Regions from separate parts of the Mus musculus genome. Here all the other regions are linked to region 6. The links are chromatin contacts, called in public promoter capture Hi-C maps. All regions are on one chromosome and are shown on one strand. The core of a region is the stretch at or near the end of the contact, and the rest is flanking DNA. Distances in the headings are between cores, read along the strand shown. Region 1 holds the start of Ciao3 (cytosolic iron-sulfur assembly component 3). Region 2 holds the start of Rhot2 (ras homolog family member T2). Region 3 holds the start of Metrn (meteorin, glial cell differentiation regulator). Region 4 holds the start of Chtf18 (CTF18, chromosome transmission fidelity factor 18). Region 5 holds the start of Mettl26 (methyltransferase like 26). Region 6 holds the start of Pkd1 (polycystin 1, transient receptor poteintial channel interacting).

The links. Promoter capture Hi-C pulls out the DNA fragments that hold promoters and counts their contacts.
Region 1: a contact with region 6 is called in a promoter capture Hi-C map of pre-B cells, with 4 times the contacts expected there. The contact joins the promoter of Ciao3 here to the promoter of Pkd1 in region 6. A contact is called at or near these places in 3 of 39 promoter capture datasets (the 3T3-L1 cell line, liver and pre-B cells), 1 of 484 Hi-C or Micro-C datasets (B cells) and 1 of 115 datasets of contacts at active chromatin or transcription factors (pancreatic cancer cells).
Region 2: a promoter capture Hi-C map of pre-B cells shows a contact between it and region 6, with 5 times the contacts expected there. The contact joins the promoter of Rhot2 here to the promoter of Pkd1 in region 6. A contact is called at or near these places in 6 of 39 promoter capture datasets (the C10 cell line, cranial neural crest, hippocampal neurons and 2 more), 1 of 484 Hi-C or Micro-C datasets (B cells) and 1 of 115 datasets of contacts at active chromatin or transcription factors (pancreatic cancer cells).
Region 3: a promoter capture Hi-C map of pre-B cells shows a contact between it and region 6, with 2.4 times the contacts expected there. The contact joins the promoter of Metrn here to the promoter of Pkd1 in region 6. A contact is called at or near these places in 3 of 39 promoter capture datasets (the 3T3-L1 cell line, hippocampal neurons and pre-B cells) and 2 of 115 datasets of contacts at active chromatin or transcription factors (large pre-B cells and pancreatic cancer cells).
Region 4: a contact with region 6 is called in a promoter capture Hi-C map of pre-B cells, with 4 times the contacts expected there. The contact joins the promoter of Chtf18 here to the promoter of Pkd1 in region 6. A contact is called at or near these places in 3 of 39 promoter capture datasets (embryonic stem cells, hippocampal neurons and pre-B cells).
Region 5: a promoter capture Hi-C map of liver shows a contact between it and region 6, with 2.0 times the contacts expected there. The contact joins the promoter of Mettl26 here to the promoter of Pkd1 in region 6. A contact is called at or near these places in 3 of 39 promoter capture datasets (embryonic stem cells, hippocampal neurons and liver).

Annotation. Positions count from the first base shown.
Region 1 is chr17:25,771,747-25,775,102 of GRCm38.p6, reverse strand. Ciao3 (cytosolic iron-sulfur assembly component 3) reads right to left here and starts at 1,327. Exons shown (of 11, transcript NM_026238.4): 1 at 1,216-1,327; 2 at 1-57. The coding sequence starts at 1,281. Gm41550 (a long non-coding RNA gene) reads right to left here. Exons shown (of 3, transcript XR_876684.1): 3 at 2,559-2,693.
Region 2 is chr17:25,842,982-25,846,392 of GRCm38.p6, reverse strand. It overlaps Rhot2 (ras homolog family member T2), which reads left to right and starts at 1,868. Exons shown (of 19, transcript NM_145999.3): 1 at 1,868-1,993; 2 at 2,080-2,138; 3 at 2,223-2,304; 4 at 2,409-2,452; 5 at 3,233-3,286. The coding sequence starts at 1,957. Wdr90 (WD repeat domain 90) reads left to right here. Exons shown (of 41, transcript NM_001163766.1): 36 at 1-153; 37 at 264-394; 38 at 479-622; 39 at 695-814; 40 at 934-1,018; 41 at 1,168-1,659. The coding sequence ends at 1,325.
Region 3 is chr17:25,795,568-25,799,155 of GRCm38.p6, reverse strand. It overlaps Metrn (meteorin, glial cell differentiation regulator), which reads left to right and starts at 2,111. Exons shown (of 4, transcript NM_133719.2): 1 at 2,111-2,291; 2 at 2,515-2,915. The coding sequence starts at 2,194.
Region 4 is chr17:25,725,777-25,729,028 of GRCm38.p6, reverse strand. Chtf18 (CTF18, chromosome transmission fidelity factor 18) reads left to right here and starts at 1,614. Exons shown (of 22, transcript NM_145409.2): 1 at 1,614-1,782; 2 at 1,909-2,088; 3 at 2,181-2,328; 4 at 2,480-2,654; 5 at 3,057-3,149; 6 at 3,235-3,252. The coding sequence starts at 1,692. Rpusd1 (RNA pseudouridylate synthase domain containing 1) reads right to left here and starts at 1,312. Exons shown (of 6, transcript NM_028009.4): 1 at 1,182-1,312; 2 at 638-826; 3 at 383-506; 4 at 101-203. The coding sequence starts at 819.
Region 5 is chr17:25,873,783-25,877,193 of GRCm38.p6, reverse strand. Mettl26 (methyltransferase like 26) reads right to left here and starts at 1,694. Exons shown (of 6, transcript NM_026686.2): 1 at 1,468-1,694; 2 at 1,072-1,234; 3 at 915-974; 4 at 632-699; 5 at 455-533; 6 at 31-244. The coding sequence starts at 1,664. The coding sequence ends at 197. n-TGccc7 (a tRNA gene) reads right to left here and starts at 2,106; the gene lies at 2,036-2,106.
Region 6 is chr17:24,548,278-24,551,679 of GRCm38.p6, reverse strand. Pkd1 (polycystin 1, transient receptor poteintial channel interacting) reads right to left here and starts at 1,730. Exons shown (of 46, transcript NM_013630.2): 1 at 1,203-1,730. The coding sequence starts at 1,417. It overlaps LOC115488769 (a long non-coding RNA gene), which reads right to left and starts at 1,196. Exons shown (of 2, transcript XR_003952238.1): 1 at 1-1,196.

The DNA.
Region 1 (3,356 bases), core at 78-2,577, 1.2 Mb before region 6:
GATCTTGGCTATGCCACTTCCTGGCTTCTTAGCCACCTTTACAGGCTTGATGCAATTCTACACCAGGAAAGACCCCACACCAGGCTCTATTAGGAGAAAGCAACTTGGACGGGGGGTGGGGAGGGTGGGGAGTGGGGTGGGGGGCTGGGTATGGAGGGCCTCAGGGATGGTTGGCTACCGGCCATAGAGTGAAGCTCACCACCGAGGCCAATTCTACCACCTTCCTGCCACTGAAGCCATGCTGAGCTCTGGTTGCCCACCCTTCTCTGTACAAGGTGAGGAGAATGCCATCAAGGCCACTCTTTCTCCAGAATCACCATGAAATCTGCTACAAACTCTATATGCAAGCTAATGCAAGAAGCCCTGACTAGCCTGCCCTTCCTACGTGCACATAGCAGCACACCCCCGGAGATCAGAGTGTCAGAGGCCTGGCCAGACAGGAAGGCTTTCCTTGGAAACATCTAGAGGTCACCTCCATCCCACGACCACAGATGAAACTCCATGTCTCTCCCCTTCTCTTGGACATCTCCTGTTATCGCTTCCTGAACCTTGGTGGCTTTCCAGAAAAGGGCCAGTCTCGGGTAAGATGGCCCAGTTCATCCTGTCCGTGTGGCAGCTCAGCCCGTCTTTTATGGGTCATGGGACTTGGCTAGCTCTGGAGACAAAGGAAGACCCAGCAAGGGCAGCAGCTCCTGTTTTCAGGGCGGTCTGTCTGTATCCCTCTCTCTTCCTCGAGGCAACGTCAGGAACATTAGCTGTGGCTGTGGCCCAAGTGGACATCAAACCTGTCCCTTCAACATGGTCCCTGTCCACAGAGATGACAACTGGCTCTGAGAGAGGAGTGGGAAGGGATATCTCACAGGTGTGTGGAGGCTAACTCAGCCCCACCATGTCTCTGCATCACCAGCTGGGTGACACTACTACAACAGTAACTTAAGATCACATAACAACAAGTCCCCCCACCTTTTTTTTTTAAACACTAAACCTGCCTGTCACCACTAAACACTCCCATGGTCCCAGGGATCGCTCCGGGCCCAGTAACCGCGTTGTCTGGCCCTCCCTGGCCTCAGTTGTCTGTGTTTGTGAAAAGGGAACTAGACTGACTGAGGCCCTGGGTCCTGGGCCCTGGGAAAAGACACAGACGAGAGAGGTTTCCCGAGGTGCACGGCCAGGCTCGGACCCTCCTCCTGCCCGACTCGCCCTTGGCCGGCCCACCTGAGATGGCCCGATGAAGTCGTCCAAGTCGGTCAGCTGTAGTGCCCCACTGAAGGGCGACGCCATGACAGCCTCACTGCCGCCGAGTGTCACACGGGGGTGTCGCAAAATGACACCAAAATGACATGCAGTTCCGCCACTCTGCCGGAAAACGCAAATTCCAGCGCATGCTCATTTCTCTCCGTCAACAAGCTTTGAAAAGCGTGCGCGCCCTCTGCCGGCGGCCTTGAGCGCTCGGCCCAGCGGACTCAAGCTGCAAGTTCCACAGCACAGCGTTCGGTCTCCCTTGCGTCCCTTGGTTGTGGTGTAGCAGGGTAGCAAAGACAAATAACGCAAAGAATGTAACTAGAGACTCAGAGTCTCTCCCGCTTCCCGTAGGGGTCGGAATCCGGATTTCATTCATCACCTTGACCTAGCAATACTCAAGGAAGGTTCCAGATGCAGTGGGCAGGAGAACACAAAATTAACTTTGATTCACTGGAATGCCTTGGAATGGGCTTACCAAAAAATGAGATAGACAAGTGCTGTTGAGATGTTAAGACTGGAGTGTGGGAGAACATTTACAGAAGCAGGTTCTTGGACTGGACCAGGGCCAAAGGACAGTTTCTGTTTGCCAGGAGGATTCTTGTTTTAAATTGGATATTTTCTTTATTTACATTTCAAATGTTATCCCCTTTCCCAGTTTCCCTCCCTCCCTCCTGGAAACACCCTATCACATCCTCCCTTCCCCTGCTTCTGTGAGGGTGTTACTCCACCCACCCACCCTCTCTCCCCTCCCCTCCCTCAAAGTCCCCTACACTGGGGCATCTATCAAGCCTTCATAGGACCAAAGACCTCTCCTCCCATTGATGCATGACAAAGCCATCCTCTGCTACATATGCAGCTGGAGCCATGTGTACTCCTTTGTTGATGGTTTAGTCCCTGGGAGTTCTGGGGGGTCTGGTTGGTTGATATTGTTGTTCTTCCTAAGGGGTTTCAAACCCCTTCAGCTTCTCCAGTCCTTTCTTTAATTATTGAGGACCCCGTGCTCAGTCCAACAGTTGGCTGCCTAGCATCTGCCTCTGTATTTGTAAGCCTCTGGCAGGGCCTCAGGAGACAGCCATATCAGGCTCCTTTCAGCATGCACTTCTTGGCATCCACAATAGTGTCTGGGTTTGGTAACTGTATACAGGGTTGCTGGGAGGATTCTAATGCTGGAAGGAGGGTGATACATAGATCCCTGGAAATTCAAACTCACCACCACCACCACCAAACCCAAGTCTATTAGAACAAACCCAGTGGACGGCTGGCAGATGTGAGGCATATCCAAGGCCCAATAAGAGAGACAGAGCAGAATGGCCTGGAACAGTAGAAAGAATGAAGTCCTGGTGTAATGTAGGTGATCCCTGAAGACATTACAATCAGTGGATTTCATGAAGCCAGTCACAAAAGGCCACACGTGTGACACCATTCAGCAAAAATGTCCAGGACAGGCAAACCTGCAGATGGAAAGCTGACCTCAGGTGTGGAGAAGGTTTCTGATCAGGGTGGTTAGAAAAGTCTTTAGAATAGATGCTGCACACGTGAATGTCATTTTTCTTTTAAACAGAATAGGGTTTCTCTGTGTAGCCCTGACTGTCCTGGAACTCGCTTGGTGGACTAGGATGGCCTAGAACTCACAGAGATCCATTTGCCTCTGCCTCTGGAATGCTGGGATTAAAGGTGTGTGCCACCATGCCTGGCTTTGTAACATCATTAATGTCACCAAAATGTCTACTAGAAATGGTAACAATCAGGCTGAGACGAGAGTTTGTTTGTTTGTTTGTTTGTTTCTTTGTTTTCAAGACAGAGTTTCTCTGTGTATCCCTGGCTGTCCTGGAACTCACTTTGTAGACCAGGCTGGCCTCGAACTCAGAAATCTGCCTGCCTCTGCCTCCCAAGTGCTGGGATTAAAGGCATTCGATACCACACCCAGCTGAGATGAGAGTTGATGTAGTGTTTGCTGTGCAGACATGAGGAATGAGTTGAGTGTGACTTGTAACATTAATGTAAAAGCTGAACACAGTGACATGTGCTGCCTGTAATCCCACTGAGAGGGTAGAGACAGGGAGAGCCCTGGGGCCCATGGCCAGCCACTAGCCAGCCAAGCCTGCTAACCTGAG
Region 2 (3,411 bases), core at 619-3,118, 1.3 Mb before region 6:
CGCCCCCGTCCTGTGAACTCCCAGAGCAGCAGCAGGTGGTGGCCGGCTACAGCGATGGCACACTTCGAGTCTTCAGTATCTCTCGTACAGCAATGGAACTCAAGATGCACCCCCACCGGACCGCTCTGACAGCCATCGCCTTCTCCACCGACGGTGAGCAGACGCGGCCACAGAGTCACGTGCCCACCTCAGCTAGCCTGCACCACACTTCCAGGTTGTGGGTTGGGCTCACATAATGGCATCATAGTCTCCATCTGCCACAGGTCAGACCATCCTATCTGGAGATAAGGACGGACTTGTGGCTATAAGCCACCCCTGCACAGGAATGACCTTCCGTGTGCTCAGTGACCACCGGGGTGCTCCAATTTCTGCTATCCAGAGCACGAGCAAAGAAGTAAGGCAAGCTCAGGTGATGGTGGGGAGGGGTTTGGGGTGCTGTGGGCAGGCAGCAGATTCTCACATCCCTCATTTCTCCCAGTATGGAGACCTAGGGGTAGAGGGTGTAGAACTGTGGCTGGCTGCAAGTGGGGACCAACGTGTCAGCATCTGGGTCTCTGACTGGCTCCGGGACCGCTGTGAACTCCTGGAATGGTTGAGCTTTCCTGCACCTGCTGTCTCAGAGGTAAGAGTTCCACGGTCATGTGGGTGGGGATTGGAGTCTGCACAACCCAGCACAACATACTGCTTTCCACAGGCTCCAGGCCTCCTGCCCCCCTCTCTTGCTGCCTTCTGCCCTTGGGATAAGGCGATACTGGTGTGTGTGGGCCTGGGTGCACATGAGGAGGTCATCTTCTACAGCCTCCGTCAGAAGCAGGTTTGTGCGATCACTGCTCTGTAGGTGGACATCCAGGGCTGTGTCATAGGGTTAGAAGGCCATGGAGCCTGGGCTTTGTCCCTGGCAGGAGACCTCAGTGTCATATTGTTTTCCTACAGGTGATACAGAAGACACCTCTGCCCTTCTTTGCCATGTCTTTGAGCCTGTCCCCAGGATCTCAGCTCATGGTGGTTGGTTTTGCTGGTGAGTGCTGGTCGACACACATAGAGAGGGCAGCTTTGACAGTCCTCAGCCATAGCAGGTTTGGGGGCGTAGATGTCATGGCCCTGCTCCCCTCAGCAAGGTTCCCAGCAAGGTGTCAGTACTCAGAGCACCCTGTCATCTACCCACAGAGTGCATGATGAGGCTCCTAGACTGTGCGTCAGGGACTGCCCAGGACTTGGAAGGCCATGATGACTCGGTCCACCTGTGTAGGTTCACTCCATCTGGCAGACTGCTCTTCACAGCTGCTCACAACGAGATCCTGGTGTGGGAAGTCACCGATCCCTGAGCTATTGCTAGGAACATAGGCAGAAAAGCCAGACTGTGGATTGCTGTATGCCGAGCCAGGATGGCTGGGACAGGCTTCAGAACTGCATTGTTTGGAATTTGGGTGAAATCTGAAAAGATTCAAGGAGGCTGAGGGTGTGGCAGTGACTTAGAATCTGTGAAGTGTGGTTTTGACCCTCAGAACCACTCCCTCCTACACAAAACTTGGCATACTGGGTTGTTTTTCACATGAAGGTTGTTTTATTGTTTTTATTTTGTACAGTTTAAGGAAATAAACACTGGCATTTATTATAGCGATACATTGTTTTATTGTCCCATAAATTGTGTCTTTGCATCACTTCTGGCCTGAGCTCACCCTTTCCTCCCGAGGAGCCCGTTGAGTCTGAGTTGTTTGCACCACCTGCAGAGTCAGGAACACTCTACTGGCAGGCGGGCGCGGGCGCCTTGCCTTAGCCCAACCACTAGCTGGTGCTGTGTGGGCGGGACCGGAAGCTTGGGTGAGGGCGGTACTGAAGACAGGAAGTGCGGGGGCCTGAGCGGGTTGAAGGAGAGGGTTGGGGTTGGGATTGGGTCTACTTGGGCCGGGCCGGGCCGGGAGGGGTGGGTTTGGGGTGCTGCTGCGGGCAGCAGCCATGCGGCGCGATGTTCGCATCCTGCTGCTGGGCGAGGGTAGGTGCGCTGGGGCCGCGGGAAGACCGGTAGGGTCGCCGTGACCTCGGCGGTGCTCCTGACTACTGTTCCCTCTCCCCGCGCAGCCCAGGTGGGGAAGACGTCTCTGATCCTGTCGCTGGTCGGCGAGGAGTTTCCCGAGGAGGTGCGCGGGGCGGACTGGGCACTTAGGGCGGATGCCAGGCTCTGGGCAGCCGCTCCGCATTCAATACTGACCCACCTGTTGCAGGTCCCTGCCCGCGCGGAGGAGATAACCATCCCCGCCGACGTCACCCCGGAGAAGGTGCCCACTCATATCGTGGATTACTCAGGTATCTATCTCCAAATGCTGCCCCCCAGCCGGTGTGTATTGAGCCTGCAGCCGGTCTGAATCGAGCGCAACAGCCATTCTACATAGCATTCTTTTTCCTTTTAGAAGCGGAGCAGACAGAGGAAGAACTTCAGGAGGAGATCCACAAGGTGCGGTGCATCTTGCAGGCCCTTGGGTACTGAGCCCAATTCTTTGGTCCTAACTTGCTGCCATCTAGTCTTAATCGGCTTCCTTTCCTGGCGGCTGGATTAGGTGACTCTGCTTGACCCTGATAATTCAGCTGTGACCTTCACGGCTGAGTATTGTTGGCTTTTCCAGATCATAGCTTTCTGGGAATCAGGACCTGGCCAGTACTGCCATTAGTGATCCATCCCAGGGTCTGAGGGGAGCAGACACACACACACACACACACACACACACACACACACACCCTTCATTGCTTTTCCTTAACATACTTCGGTTCCCCAGTACTATTCCTCCCTAGGCTGTAGTGGATGCCATCTTAACTAGGCGTTCCCTGATGCCAGAGTTTACTATGTTCCTGAATGCAGTCCTTCAGCCTTCTTTGTGTCCTATAGGTGCAGGTCACTTGGTCACTTGGTCAGGGTGCAGTGTCTCCTTGCTTGCATCTGCAGCATCCTTGCTGCTTGTACTGAGATAGAAAGTGAGAGAGACCTGCCTTGGGACTGTAACCTGCGTGTGATAGGTCTGTCATAAGTCCAGGATGTGCTGTCTAGAGCCATGGTGCTAGGGTCTGGTGTCTCTTAGGGAGTGTTGGCAGGGAGAGGCCTGCTTGGCAAAGGTGGACTTTCCTGGCCTCAGAGCCCTACCCATCCTGCTGTGAGCACCCGGGACATGGCCAGGAGTGGCCTGTACTGTCCATAGTGAGCCGGCAGACTATGCTTACCCTGTGCCTTGCTTTCCTTTAGGCAAATGTAGTGTGTGTGGTGTACGATGTGTCTGAGGAGACCACCATTGAGAAGGTAAGCAAGAGGGGATCTCCTTGGCCATTTTGTTGTTGTTGTTGTTTTAAGACTCATTTGAGCCGGGCGTGGTGGCACACGCCTTTACTCCCAGCACTTGGGAGGCATATGCAGGCGGATTTCTG
Region 3 (3,588 bases), core at 862-3,361, 1.2 Mb before region 6:
CTGTGTAAAGATCCCTGGCTGTCCTGGAACTCACCATGTAGAGCTAGTTTGCCTCGAACTCACAGCGATCTGCCTTGCCTGTGCCTCAGGAGTGCTGGGATTAAAGTTGTGTGCCACCTTGCTCAGCCCAAGCTTGGTTAGTTTTAAGAGAATCTGTGCAAAGAAAACGAAGGGGTAAAAGATAAACCATTTTAATTCAAGAATATAGTAGGGCCTTTGTGTTTGGTATGGGGGTGGATTAAAACATTTGCATAAAAGTCTACCAAGCTGAGAAAATAAAAAAAATTTGAATTCCTTGCTTTTATAGCATCCCACATTTCTATACTATTTGAGAGAAAAAAGTCATATTTAATGTTATTTATTTATTTACTATTTTACTTATTTATTTATTTCATATATATGAGTATACTGTCACTGTCTTCAGACACACCAGAAGAGGGCATCAGATCCTATTACAGATGGTTGTGAGCCACCATGTGGTTGCTGGGAATTAAACTCAGGACCTCTGGAAGAGCAATCAGTGCTCTTAATCGCTGAGCCATCTCTCCAGCCCATATGTAATGTTTCTTCCAAGAACAGTCACACCACACTGTGTTTACTGATTCATCAGGAAAGTTCTGGTCACTCTCACCTTGTGTCATTTTGACTCTCTGGACTGGGGCAAGGAGCCATCTGAGCCTTCTTATTGGTCAAAGAGGGCCTGGGAGGCAAGGAGAAAGTAGTCAGTGTTTGAAGCTCCTCCCCAGATTGCCAGTGGGATCACTGGATCTCATCTGTCTCTGAGCGCAGGTCCAGGCCAACCGGAAGGGTTTCACTCGGAACCTGGAGGATCCAGAAACAGAGCCCTGGGGGTGGGAGAGAGAGAGAGAGAGAGAGAGAGAGAGAGAGAGAGAGATCCTTGGGGACCTGCCAAGGTTCTTCTTCTATTTTCCATCTCCTCCACCCTCCCTTCGGTCAGATCCAAAGGACAAGCTGCTCCAAGGAAGCTCTTCCCCATTGGGGGGTTTCACAGTGGCTCTATTTTATTTTAAGAGGTTCTCGGGGGGGGGGGGATAGGGGATTTTCAGAGGGGAAACCAGGAAAGGGGATAACATTTGAAATGTAAATAAAGAAAATATCTAATAAAAATATTTTTTTAAAAATGAACAACAAACAAAACAAAACAAAAAAAAGAGGTTCTCATGTAGCCCACACTGTCCTTGAATTCACTATGGAGCCAAGGATGCCCTTGAACATCTGAGCTGCTTCCTTTACTTCCTGCCCGCTGGGATTACAGGCAAGACCCACTACACTCTCAGTTTAACATTATTTTAAAGATCAAAGCCAGGGGTGTATGCCTGTGTGGTAGGTGCTCTATAACCTAGCTACATCCTCAGGCTGCCTGGGATATCTTTCTGATTCCCTTTCGGTTGATCTTGACTGTAGGAATGGCCTGTACTTTGGCACCGGCAGACTACCAGGCTTTGTCAGTCAGGTGGGTCCCTAGGCAGGTCCTCTAGAACGCCTCATTTTTTTCTTAGTATCCATTTAACATTGGAGGAGTGTGTAGTTAGGTCTGAGAATGTATGGTGGCAGAAGGAGATCCACACTACCCACGCTACTCCTTCCAGACCTAGCCAGTATTCTTTCTTTTCCCCAAACCGAAGGTTTGGCCTAGCTCCATGCTCCAGGCCCTCTGTACCCTCCCTTATGAGATGCAGTAACACAGGGGTTTTAATCTCTTTTCCTTAAGTACCAGCAGCAGGATACCAGTGTTCAGATTTTGGCTGCAGACTCTACTACTTCTCTTACAAAGTCCCACTGCCCCGAGGTCCACTGAAGGTAAGGGGTGGACAGCCTTCCAGATTCCAGTCGACAGCGAACCCCACCAACCCACCAAACGTTCCTATTGGGGATCTCCAAATGGGGAAACAGGAGCGCTTTCTACATCAACCCTGCCTTGGACCGAGCTCCCGCCTTGAGCCCGCCCCACCCCCTCGAGGGTGCTGCAATTGGAGGAAAGTTCTGCGGCTTGTGGCGATTGGTCCGAGAGCAAAGGCCCCGCCCCCTAGCCCCGGAGCTCAGAGGGGGCAGCGGCGAGGGGTCGCCGGTTGTGGGGACGCGCCGGGCCGGGCAGCCGCGCCGCGGGCTGCTCGCGCTGCGGCCCCGACCCTCCCGGGGCAGCAGTCCGAGGCCCCGGCGCGTCCCCTAACCATGCTGGTAGCCACGCTTCTTTGCGCGCTCTGTTGCGGCCTCCTGGCCGCGTCCGCTCACGCTGGCTACTCGGAAGACCGCTGCAGCTGGAGGGGCAGGTACCAGGAGGGACTGCGGGGAGGGTTGTGGGTTTATTTATTTATTTATTTTATTTTATTTACTTCTTGGGTTGGAGGGTTCCCTCCCACTTGGAACTGAGGAAACGCAGACTTCAATGTCCTGTTACACAGAGTAGAAGCAGATGTTGGTAGCCGCGGGAAAAGGGATGAGCGGGCTAGGGAACGAGGGTCACCCACCTGAGAACCACCGTCCTGTCCCCAGCGGTTTGACCCAGGAGCCTGGCAGCGTGGGGCAGCTGACCCTGGACTGTACTGAGGGCGCTATCGAGTGGCTGTACCCAGCTGGGGCGCTGCGCCTGACCCTGGGCGGCCCCGATCCGGGCACACGGCCCAGCATCGTCTGTCTGCGCCCAGAGCGGCCCTTCGCTGGTGCCCAGGTCTTCGCTGAACGTATGACCGGCAATCTAGAGTTGCTACTGGCCGAGGGCCCGGACCTGGCTGGGGGCCGCTGCATGCGCTGGGGTCCCCGCGAGCGCCGAGCCCTTTTCCTGCAGGCCACACCACACCGCGACATCAGCCGCAGAGTTGCTGCCTTCCGTTTTGAACTGCACGAGGACCAACGTGCAGAAATGTCTCCCCAGGCTCAAGGTCTTGGTGTGGATGGTGAGTGATTATGAGACTGGCTGGGTGTCAGAAATTGGCCCTCCACACTGACCTGATGGGACTGGGCCTTGCCACCCCATTGCATGGAGAGTCCTTCTGTAGCTTGACAGAGGCCACTCCGGTGGAGAGCATAGTGGCTTCCAGGTCGTAAGGAGGTGAGTTGGAAGTGCCCCCGCCTTTCTCTCCTCCTCCTCTTAAAAGATTCGGTTTAGGAAAAGAGCAGGAGGGGGCAAATGCCCGAGAGGCCAGCCCTGGGTCTCTGGTTTCTGAAGGATTGGGGGAAGGGTTAAGCTGAGGCAGAATCAAAGCCTATGGCCAAGGCTGTCCAGGGCTCCCTGGCCTGGTGGTGACCTCCTTCCCCTCCCCCCAAGCCCAGCCAACAAAAGTCCAGTGTGCCTCTTCGTCACCATGGAGACTGCCTGCCCTGCCTCCCTGCAGGGCACCAGGCCCAGTGCTTTGCTCTTCTGGAACTTGTAGCCTGACCCTGCAGGGAATGAATGGCTCTCTGACTGTTCTGCCCTAGCTAGAGACCCCCCCGAACTGGAGTCCACTAGAATATCCCTAGCTAGAGCTGGGAGGTCACAGAACGTTTCCCAGTGTTAGTCTGAGTTTATGAGATGGTACCAAGCCTGTGTATGAGGCACTGAGGTGCCCATCAGTAGGCATGTACCTG
Region 4 (3,252 bases), core at 365-2,864, 1.2 Mb before region 6:
CCTAGAGCCTGAGCCAACTCCAATTTCCACCTGTCTGGCCGTTCCCATTCACGCAGGCTTTGGAGACATGCCCATGGCCCCCACAACAAACCACTATTACCATGAGTGCCCTCGATGCACATGGTATGCGTCCGCCCCTCCGTGCTATTCCTGCCAATGGCATAGTTGATCGTCACTTGGCTTTCCTGGACATGGCCTCGGACCTGTCGAGCAAGGACATCACATGCAGCTCACTGGGCCACACTGTCATCTCTGAGAGGAATGTGGCTGAGCTCTAGATAGGCACATAAGCCTGGCACGGAGCTTCAGTTGAGAGGCCTGCTGGAGTAGGCTGTGAGCCTTGGGTCTCCACACAGCATCCCAGGAACTGGCCAGGACTTACCAGTGCCAGGTAGGCTTTGGTGACTCGCCGTTCCTTGAAGCATTTATAAGCACTGCCCGCAGCTGCCTTATTCAGGGCTACGCACAGTGCCCCACTGGTGGAGAAGTCCAGCTGGTGGCAGAACCTGGGAACGGGCAGAAGAGCAGCAGTGGCTGGACCCTGTGGTGCTCTGGTTAGCACCTTTGTGGCAGAGTCCAGTGTCCCAGCATCCTTTGGAAGGATGCTGCAGTGGGGCTCTCCATGTTGGCTGTGTACCTGAACCCATAGCAGGTGTCAGGGTCAGCCAGCTCTGGGAAGTGGTGTCGGAGCTGCTTCTGTAGGGTCAGGGTCTCCCGCCAGGTCTTGCTATCAATGCGCAGGTCCCAGTGCTTGTTCACCACCAGGAAGTCGCTGCTCTGGTACACGATGGACAGATTTTCCATGCTGCCAGGCTCCATGGTGGGGCTGCACGCAGGTGGGAGTGAGCCTGGGGTAGGAGGGTGCCTGACCTGGTCTTCAAGTACTGTACACACTTACTGGGGCCAGAACCTGCTGGAACCCTTTATGTCTTCCACAAGGGCCCATGCCAGGGGTGTCAGCTCCGGAATGGGAGTCTGGCCAAGGTCAGGTGATTCTGACTTGCCATGGACTCAGGGTTAGGGAGCTCTCCCTGACTTGAAGTGGAATAAACAGCCTGGTTGTCCAGCTCACGCCTACACACTTCACGCTAGGTTATTGCCCAGGACCACCCAGGACTTCAAGCGCTCCCTAACTTGCCTCCCACCAGCCTGTGACCACAGGCAGACCCTTTAGGACTTACCTGCAACAGGGCCAAGGGACCAGGATGTCAATTCTCAGCTCTGCATCCAACCTCGCTTCCCTATACTAGGAACCAGGTCTTGGCCTGGCTGGCGCGCAGCTCCGCCTTTTCACCCTGCCCATTCCACTTTCCTAATGGATGGTCGTACTGGCCAATGGCATTCCGGGCCTGGAGCTCCGCCCACTGAAGAATGGTAAGGCCCTACCCGAATAGTCTGCGCACGCGCTTTTTTAGTCCCACCTATTTCCCCGCCTCCCCCACGGATTACTTACTGTACAGGCCAATAGAAAGCGTTCTTGATCCTCCACTCCAACCATTGAACTATTATTCCTCTCCTCCCGCCCTCTGGGAGTAAGACCCGCCCTTCCCCGCTGGCCAATGGCGGGCGCCTCTGGGAACGTCGGCTGTTGATTGGCGGTATTGGAGGCTCTCGGGGCGGGGTAGCGCGCGGTGGCGGCGGCGCGGGAAGTTCTGAGGGACTCTGAGCTGTGGGAGTTGTGGTCTGGCTCCATGGAAGACTACGAGGAAGATCTGTATGGTGTGGAGGATGATTTCCAAAACCAGTTCGCAGCTGAGCTCGAAGTGCTGGCTGAGCTGGAAGGTGGGCGCGGGTCCTGGGTCGTGGCTGCATCCTGCTGCAGCATGGAGAGCTGTGTGGATGGGATTGGTAACGGCTGGGAGTTCGCTTCTTAATGTGTGTTGCTGCTATCAACCTCTGTCTCAGCAGGAACACGGGACCAGGCTCCTCCTGGGACCCTCCAAACTCCAGCGAGCCGCCCTCCGCTAACCTTCGAAGAGGCCATCGCTGGTGGGGACACTGTCCCGCGTCCCTGCCCTGCAGGGTCGCCAGGAAATGTCAACCGCAATACTAGAAAGAATGTTCGTAGGGACCAGCCCGCGCCCTCCAGTATGTCCGATTGGGGACTGAGCACTTAAAGTCGGGGAATTCTGAGGATCAGTTTTCTATTCTTTCACCTCTTTCTGCCTCTGTCTCTGCAGGCCCCATGGTCAAACGACCCAGGTTGGACGTGGTGAAGAAGCTGAACTTTGAGCCAGATATGGAGGAGCTCTTATATCCAGATTCCCCTCCTGGGGACATTACCCCTCCACCGAGTCCAGAGGTCTTCCCTGAGATGTTGGATGCTGGGTGTGTTGCTTAAGGGCATGTAATTCTGACTTGGAAAGCTGCCTGTCCCTGCATGAGGCTCTGGAAGTGGATGTCTATGGGACGGCAAGAGGAGTGAGTGTGGGTCAAGCACCCCATTTGAGAGTGACAGGGAGCTGCTTGTCTCTCCTAGGTATTCAGATGCTAATGCTGACAAAGACCTCATGCAGACATTGCCAAGTCCCCGAAATCGCAATCCTGTCCTGAGACGGCCTCCTATCTTAGAAGATTATATCAATGTGACATCCACAAGTGGAGAACGGGCCTTTTTGGTGCTTCGGGCTGACCTCATAGGCCCTGGGGTGCAGGTGTGTGGCCATAGCATGGGGTTTGCCATGGTATTGGTTCTTTTATGTTGCCAATAGGCTCTCAGCAGGTTCTGAGGCCAGTTTCACCTATCTGAATTGCTAGAAACAGGCACGCCAGGTAGTCCAGTGTTGGAAACAGCAGTGCTACTTTTGAGGCTACGTGGCCTTAGAGTGCCGCCTTGTACCCCATATATTAGCTTTCTGTTTTTCTTTTCCTCTTCACCTTAAAGCTGACTTCCCTTGGACCAGGCCCATCTGAGGGCCATATCCATCCCCTCTCTAATTAGGAAAGGTCATTTCTGTCCCTCTGTCAGCCTTTTTTGGGGGGTGGGGAGAGAAGGGCACTGTGGATGCCTCCATGACCTGGGAGGGTTATAGAGATGATAAATCTGTCTTGCCCAGAACCCTCTTCTAGATGTCCACTGGCGAGGCTGTGGCCAACTGGACCTGCTGGGTGTCCCCTTCGCCTCCCTGAAGGAGCAAGTTGATAGCAAGGTAGGTTTAGTGGAGTGGGGAGTTTATGTGTTGAGTCTAGTGCTGGCTGGACTTGTCCTGACCTCAGCCTATCCTGTTTTTATAGAGACGGCAACAACTGCTG
Region 5 (3,411 bases), core at 445-2,944, 1.3 Mb before region 6:
CCCTCTCCCAGGTATTCCCAGCAAGCAATGTGGTATAGATAGCCCACAGTGGGCTGGAAAGGATTTATTTTAAGGCCCCTTCAGAACAGGTTCTCTACAGCCCTGTGGCCACCAGACCAGGAGGGGCTAATTTATCCCAAGGACTGAGGGAGGGGCTGAGGTCTAGCTTGTACCGTGACAACTTTTGACAGAGATGCTATTCTTTCCGAAAAATCAGGCACTTGTTGTTGGCTGGCATGTCCACCTGGAAAAACGCTTTGCTGGAGTGACTTGGTTTTTTTTTTGTTGTTGTTGTTTTTGGTTTTTTCGAGACAGGGTTTCTCTGTGTAGCCTTGGCTGTCCTGGAACTCACTCTGCCTCCCAAGTGCTGGGATTACAGGCGTGCGCCACCATGCCAGGCTGGAGTGACTCTTAATCACAGGGAGGCTCCCCACCCCCACATCGCCCTGCCTACCATCCTCTCCAGGACCAAGCCACTGGCCTGGCCTAGTTCCTCCAGAAGGACTGTGTCACGAAGCCCCCACTCTGGGTTCCTGCAGTTGGGGAGGAAGGTAGAAGGCATTTGCAGAGTTGAGGTTATGATCCCGCCTACCCTCTCTCTGAGCCAAGCTACCTCCTAGCCAGATCTGACCTGCATCTGAGGGTCAGGTCAAAGTCCACGTTGCTCTGGGGAGAGATCTTCCCATTGACGGCATAGGGCTGTGAGAACAAGACACAATACATAGGCCCAAAGTCAGTCGTTCCCACACAGCTAGTTTGCAGGATAGGATGGAGTTCTTTCCATAGGAGTATAGAAAGAATAACTTTTTTCTGCACTCAAGAAGGAAAAGGGCTAGCTAGGTCCCGGGCCCTGGGCTTCAAGAGTGGGGAAACACCCAAGGCTGATAGGGGTGTCTTAAGGTAGGGTCACTCACCCCGTAGGTGATCAGCACAGCCTTGGTTTTGAGCAGGTGTCCTGCTGCTCTAAAGAGCCCCTGCAGAGGAAGGCAAGTAGGGCACAGTAAGCCGGGAGCTGGAGACTCATGCTTTCCTCTTTGCAACGTGAAAGCTGGGCTCCACAGTGGTCCCCACCTCTGTGCAGTTCAGGGGGCTGATGTGGATCATATTGATGCAGAGCAACAGGTCCAGCGATCGGGGTGGGATGCCGCCCCATTGCTCCCACTCCCAGGTCACGTCCAGGTACAGCGGAGCCTTCACATTGGACAACCCTTGGGCTCGGGTGGTGGCGGCAATGCTGTGGAGAGCAGCAGCGCATGGGCAAGGGCTGACGAGGCCCCTCAGTGATCGGGGTGTGGGGGGAAAGTCCTGAGGAGCAGCAAGCGGGTATCTTTGTCGACCCTACAGCCCATTGCTTCTACTACCTCAGTCTGGCACCCAAACCTAGGCCTGTCCTGATTTCCGGTCTGCCAGCCCCGCCGTTCACTCAGCCCCAAGCGGCCGCAAGGGAAAGACACCGCGCCGCCGCACCTGTCCAGGCAGCGTTGGTCCACGTCCGACGGCTGCCACTCGGCATTCGGGAAGGCCTGTGCAAAGTGTGCCGCGTGCTGTCCAGAGCCCGAGGCCACCTCGAGCACGCGAACACAGCGCTGGGCAGGATCCACATACTGGCGGAGTACGGACAGGATGGGCTCCTTGTTTCTCTCAGCAGCCGCAGCCATCATCATCGCAGCGGTGCGGCCAGCCCCAGCCAGAATGCGCGCGGGGCACCACGGGAGCTGTGGTCCAGCTCCTGCGCGGGGCACTACGGGAGTTGTGGTCGAAAGGGCCAGCCGCTTGCAACAGTATAACTGTTAGGAGGCCTCTCAACTCCTAAAAGGGTTTGCATCTGCGGGAAACTGATTCCGGCGGCCGGGATTTAGCGGTGACTTCGGACAAGGAACAAGGCTCGAGTAGAGGCTATGGTTTCCTGGAGTCTTTCAGCTGTATTTGTTTAAAAGCTCATTTGTTGCGTTTGCGCCTCACCTTTTTTGGAATGGTGTTTAAGATTGCAAGGCATCCTTCCTTTTCAGAGATGAACGGGAAAATAAAAAGAACATGCGCCGCCCGGGAATCGAACCCGGGTCGCAAGAATGGGAATCTTGCATGATACCACTACACCAGCGGCGCTGTTGAGCGAGACTGCAGTCCGTAGGGCATACGAATTGTGACGCAAGCATGTTAATGTAACAGCATTATGCCTGTGTCTTTTCTGTTGCGCTCCGTTTCTCTATTGGCAAGCGTTTGCAGAACAACATATCCCACCAGATCCCAAAGTGTTGTTGCTGTCGTCCAAGGGAAAGGAGAAAATGTGGGTACCGTGAGATTTATAGACAGGATTTGGTTCTGCGCCATGGAAACCATAGCGGTCGCGATCTCTTGGAAGCCTGAGGTCGCGCTCAGGTCCTGAGGTTCAACAAGCCAAGCCTTGTGGGCATGGGCGGTAACAGAATGGAGCTTGGGGAACCCAGATGCAGGAATCCTCGGGTCTGGGACACTTTGGGCTCAGATGAGCTTTGTGTGACGCTGAGACGGCTGGCATTAGCTCGAGGTCCACGGATAGATAGCAGGAGGCGGTCAGTGACTATTGAAATGAAATTCGAAGCGACAAGTGCACGGACAAGGGTACTTCTCTGATTCTCACCTTTGTGTGGTTTGAAGTGGTTCATTTCTCACAGGGGCTGGATTTTAGAAAATGTCCGAGACGTTCACGCTTGATTGCCAACAGTTAGTTCAAAGGTTGCGTGGGCTACTCTGCCCCATACTACATCATGGAGCTCAGGGTTAAACATGGCTCCTGCTTGGGGCTGTGTTTGAGGTGTCTATTCAGCCGGAGTGACCAGGGGTGTGAGTGTAGTCAAACTGTTAAACTATGTGAGTGACATGGCCCAAGGATGAGATATAGGGTGGCCACTCTAGAAATGCCTCTGAAAAGTTATCAGTCCAGACTCGGGGAAAGTCCTGAAGTCCAACCCCTCACCCACTCTGAGCAGCCCCTGACAGATGGTTATGGATGTCTGACATTGGTAGTGACCTTGACTGGACCTGAGTCAGACTCTCCCTTTTACAGCCTCAGCCTCTGCATACCTGGCTTGCTTTTCCCATAGATTATTCGTGGGATTTTGGGCAGAGGAGCTGGGGGTGTGAGCATCTTCCATATGTCCAAGTTCAGGAGAGGTCGTGGATGATTCTTTCTCTCCATCAAAGTGCAACACTGTTCTAAACATGCCCTGTCTCAAGGAGAGCCCCTGGAAGAGGGCCTGGGACAGCCAGGGAGCTACTTAAATTTCAACTGGGGCCTGTTGGTGGTGGTACTGGAGAGTCAGAGGCTAGTCCACAGTGAGAGAAACTGTCTGGAAAACAAAACAAACAAAACAAAACAAAGAATCAAAATTAATTCTTTTTTTTTTTTTTTTTTTTGGTTTTTCGAGACAG
Region 6 (3,402 bases), core at 481-2,980:
ACTGTGGCTGAAGTGCCCAGGAAGTCTAAGAGGTTGGAATCAGCCGGGCAGTGGTGGTGCACACCTTTAATCCCAGCACTCGGGAGGCAAAGGCAGGCGGATTTCTGAGTTCCAGGACAGCCTGGATTACAGAGTGAGCTCCAGGACAGCCAGGGCTATACAGAGAAACCCTGTCTTGGGGGAAAAAAACAAAAACAAAACAAAACAAAACAAAAAAAAAACCGGTTGGAATCAGTTAATCCTGAGACAAATTACTGCAGTCTGCAATCTCCTCTTAACATTTTTGATCCAACCCTGGTTGCCAACACTGCAAAGGTCCAAACCTAAGCTATGATGTCTAGGCTGTGATACCTTGAAAATACATCGCATCTCCAAGCTTCTTTCCTCACCTGTAAAACAGAGGTCTGGCTCTACGCCAGAGAACTGGACTAAGAATTAAGTGTGATAATCTATAAAAAGAGACTAGTTAAGCCTGGTTCAAGATGTTGATCTCTCAGTGAGATTTGCCTGTTACTTTCAGAAGGCAAAACTGCCGAAATGGCAAATGTTTTAACCCCTCCTGGCAATTTCCCCTCCCTAAGTACCACTAGAGGCCCACATCCATCACACCCTCTACTCCCTAACACTTCTCCAGCAGTCACTATGTGTGGCCAACCTCAGGCCAGGCCGCTGGACCAACCTTTTGTCCCTTAAACATAGTCAATTCTTACACATCCATAAAATTCTTGTCGAGACTCTTCCCCTAGAGGCCAGCTCTGAGCCCCAACAGAAATCTCCAACCCCAGGATACACCTCAATTAGTCTCTAATTAACGTTTATTCCGCAACCTCCTACCACGCCCCACGCACTGTTGTAGCTCCTGTTTGAGGAGCCCCGCAACGTAAAACGTCAGTCTTCGTAGGAACTGGGATTTTTGGCTACTCTTCTGGGTCACGCCGGCTGAGGTCCAAGGTTTTCCTTATTTAGTCGGGCCGACATCCCTGCTGGAGCCTCGCCCTAGGAGCGGCCAGGCCCCGCTGCGTCTTGCGGCCCGAGCTCAGGACCGCGCCCACGCTCTGCGGCCGACAGCCCGGCAAAGCTCCAGAAGGGCTCTATCTACCTCAGCCCTGCTCCCGCCGGACCCAGTCATGATGCTCTAGCCAGGCCGCCCGCCGCCATGGCAACCGCCTGCCCGCCTGCACTGCCTCGGCGCAGCTACTCACAGCGCGGTGGCGTCAGCCGGGATGCGCAGACTCGGCCCTAGCGTCTGCAGCCAGCGGCCGGAGCAATTGACGCGGCAGGCGGCGTCGGGCGCAGGGCCGCAAAAGCAGGGGAGCGGGCAAGGCCCGCAGCCGCGCCCAGGGTCTCCGGCCAGCGCTCCGAGCCACAGGCCCAGGCCTAGGGCCAGCGCCAGGAGAGCAGGCGCGCCGAGCGGCATCGTCAGCGCAGCCCGCGCATGGCCCCGGTTCCCCGAGGCCCCTTGCGCCGGCAGCCGCAGTTCAGGAGGGGCCCGCGGACCTCATGGTGCGGCACGGGGCTGAATGCCGCGGCGGCCGTGGCCCGTCTGCGGTGCGACAGCTGCTCAGCGCTCTGGGGCAGGCCGCACCTCAGGGCCTTGGCCGCCTGCTCGCGCATTCGCGCTGCACTGCAGACCCAGCGCCAGCTCCTCCTCCTCCCCCACCTCCGGCGTGGGGCGGGGCGCCCTCAGACTCCGCCCCTGCGCTTCCAAGTTGGCTGTAGGTGGGACTGGATGAAGAGAAGGCCTTCACAGGCTCCGCCCTCTTCATTGCAGATCCTGCAGTAGGCGGGGCCTGAAGGAAGGGCGCCCTCAGAGGCTCCGCCCAGTGAGCGTGAGCCTTGGTGGGCGGGGTCTCACGGGAGGGGAGTCCTCCGGAGGCCCCGCCTTCTGCACCGCTGGGTCTGCTGCAGACCAGGCTTGAAGGTGGAGGAAGCTCCGCCCCCTCTGCTGCGGCGTTTCGAGCCCCGAGTCAGGCTGCGGTTTGAGCAGCTGCCCGCTTAGGCTGTCCCCTACCCACAACGGCTGGAGAGCTTATGGCTATTCACCCTGCTTTCCCGAGTTCCCCCTTGAAGTCCTCTGGCTGTTGAGGCCTTCTTGGAGTCAGTAGGTTTCTTCGCTCCTAGCCTTCTGCAATCAACAGTCACAATATTAAAAACACTAGTAGGTGCAGAAGAGAGGGCTCAGCACTGGGTGGTGGTGGCAAAGACTTTAATCCCAATACTCGGGTGGCAGAGGCAGGTGGATCTCTGAGTTCAGAGCCCAGCTTGGTCTACAGAGTGAGTTCCAGGACAGCTAGGGATATACCGAGAAACCCTGTGGAGGTGGGGGGTCGGTTAGCGGATAAAGGAAGCCTAATCAGCTGAGTCCTCTCCCGAAATCCACGTACACAAATCCAACTTATACAAAGTTGTCCTCTGGCCGCAACACCCTGGCCATAGCATGCGCTCTACACTGATAATAAATTAAAAAAACAAAACAAAACAAAAAACCCTGCGACCTACAGTTTCTGGGTGCCAGCTGTGCGAGCTTCCACTTCGCAAGTCTTCTCTGACCCTGGAGAGTACCGCCGACCTGAGTCAATAAATACTTGCTGCGTCATATCATGGACCTCTGCCAGAGCATGCTGCAGAGGCTCAGAAGTGATGCATGAGATTGAGCTCACCTGGAGTGGGTGCAGTTTAGCGCCGTGCCCTCCACCACTCCGCGCAGACCACCCTGCGGAGGTGCTGGGGAGACGCTGTACCACCCGCCCACCCGCCAAGCAGCTCCATCTCAGGCTTCAGTCTCCAGGTACTGTAGATCCTTGTGCGCAGGAGCTAAAGACAAAATTAAATTGAGAGAAAAGACTCCAACCATAGCACCGGGGAGTAATCCTTGAAAAAAATGTTTAGACGTCCAAATACCAAGAACTACACAGGAAATATTCAAAAAGGGAAAGAAAAATTAAATTAAAAAGGGAGAGAAAAGTCCACAAAGACAGGAAGTTGATGAGTGCCTTGAGACTGGAGGAAAGGGGTGGGACGTTCTTTGGGGCCAATAAGCATGTTTGTTCCGTAATTAGACGAGTGAATGAACAGCCTTATTAAATATATTGAAACGCACAGAAGCCGGGTGAGGTGGCACACGCCTTTAATCCCAGTACTCAGGAGGCAGGGGCAGGCAGATTTCTGAGTCCAAGGCCAGCCTGGTCTACAGAGTGAGTTCCAGGAAAGCCAGGGCTACACAGAGAAACCCTGTCTCGAAAAACAAACAAACAAACAAAACCAACTCACAGAGCATGCATGGTAGCATGCGCTTCTCAGGCCAGTACTCTAGAGTGAGAGGTTCCTAAAAGCTCCTGACCAGACTACTTAATTAATTTCTCACAGGACTTCCAAGGACACCCTTTTAACCTCTCTCAGCTC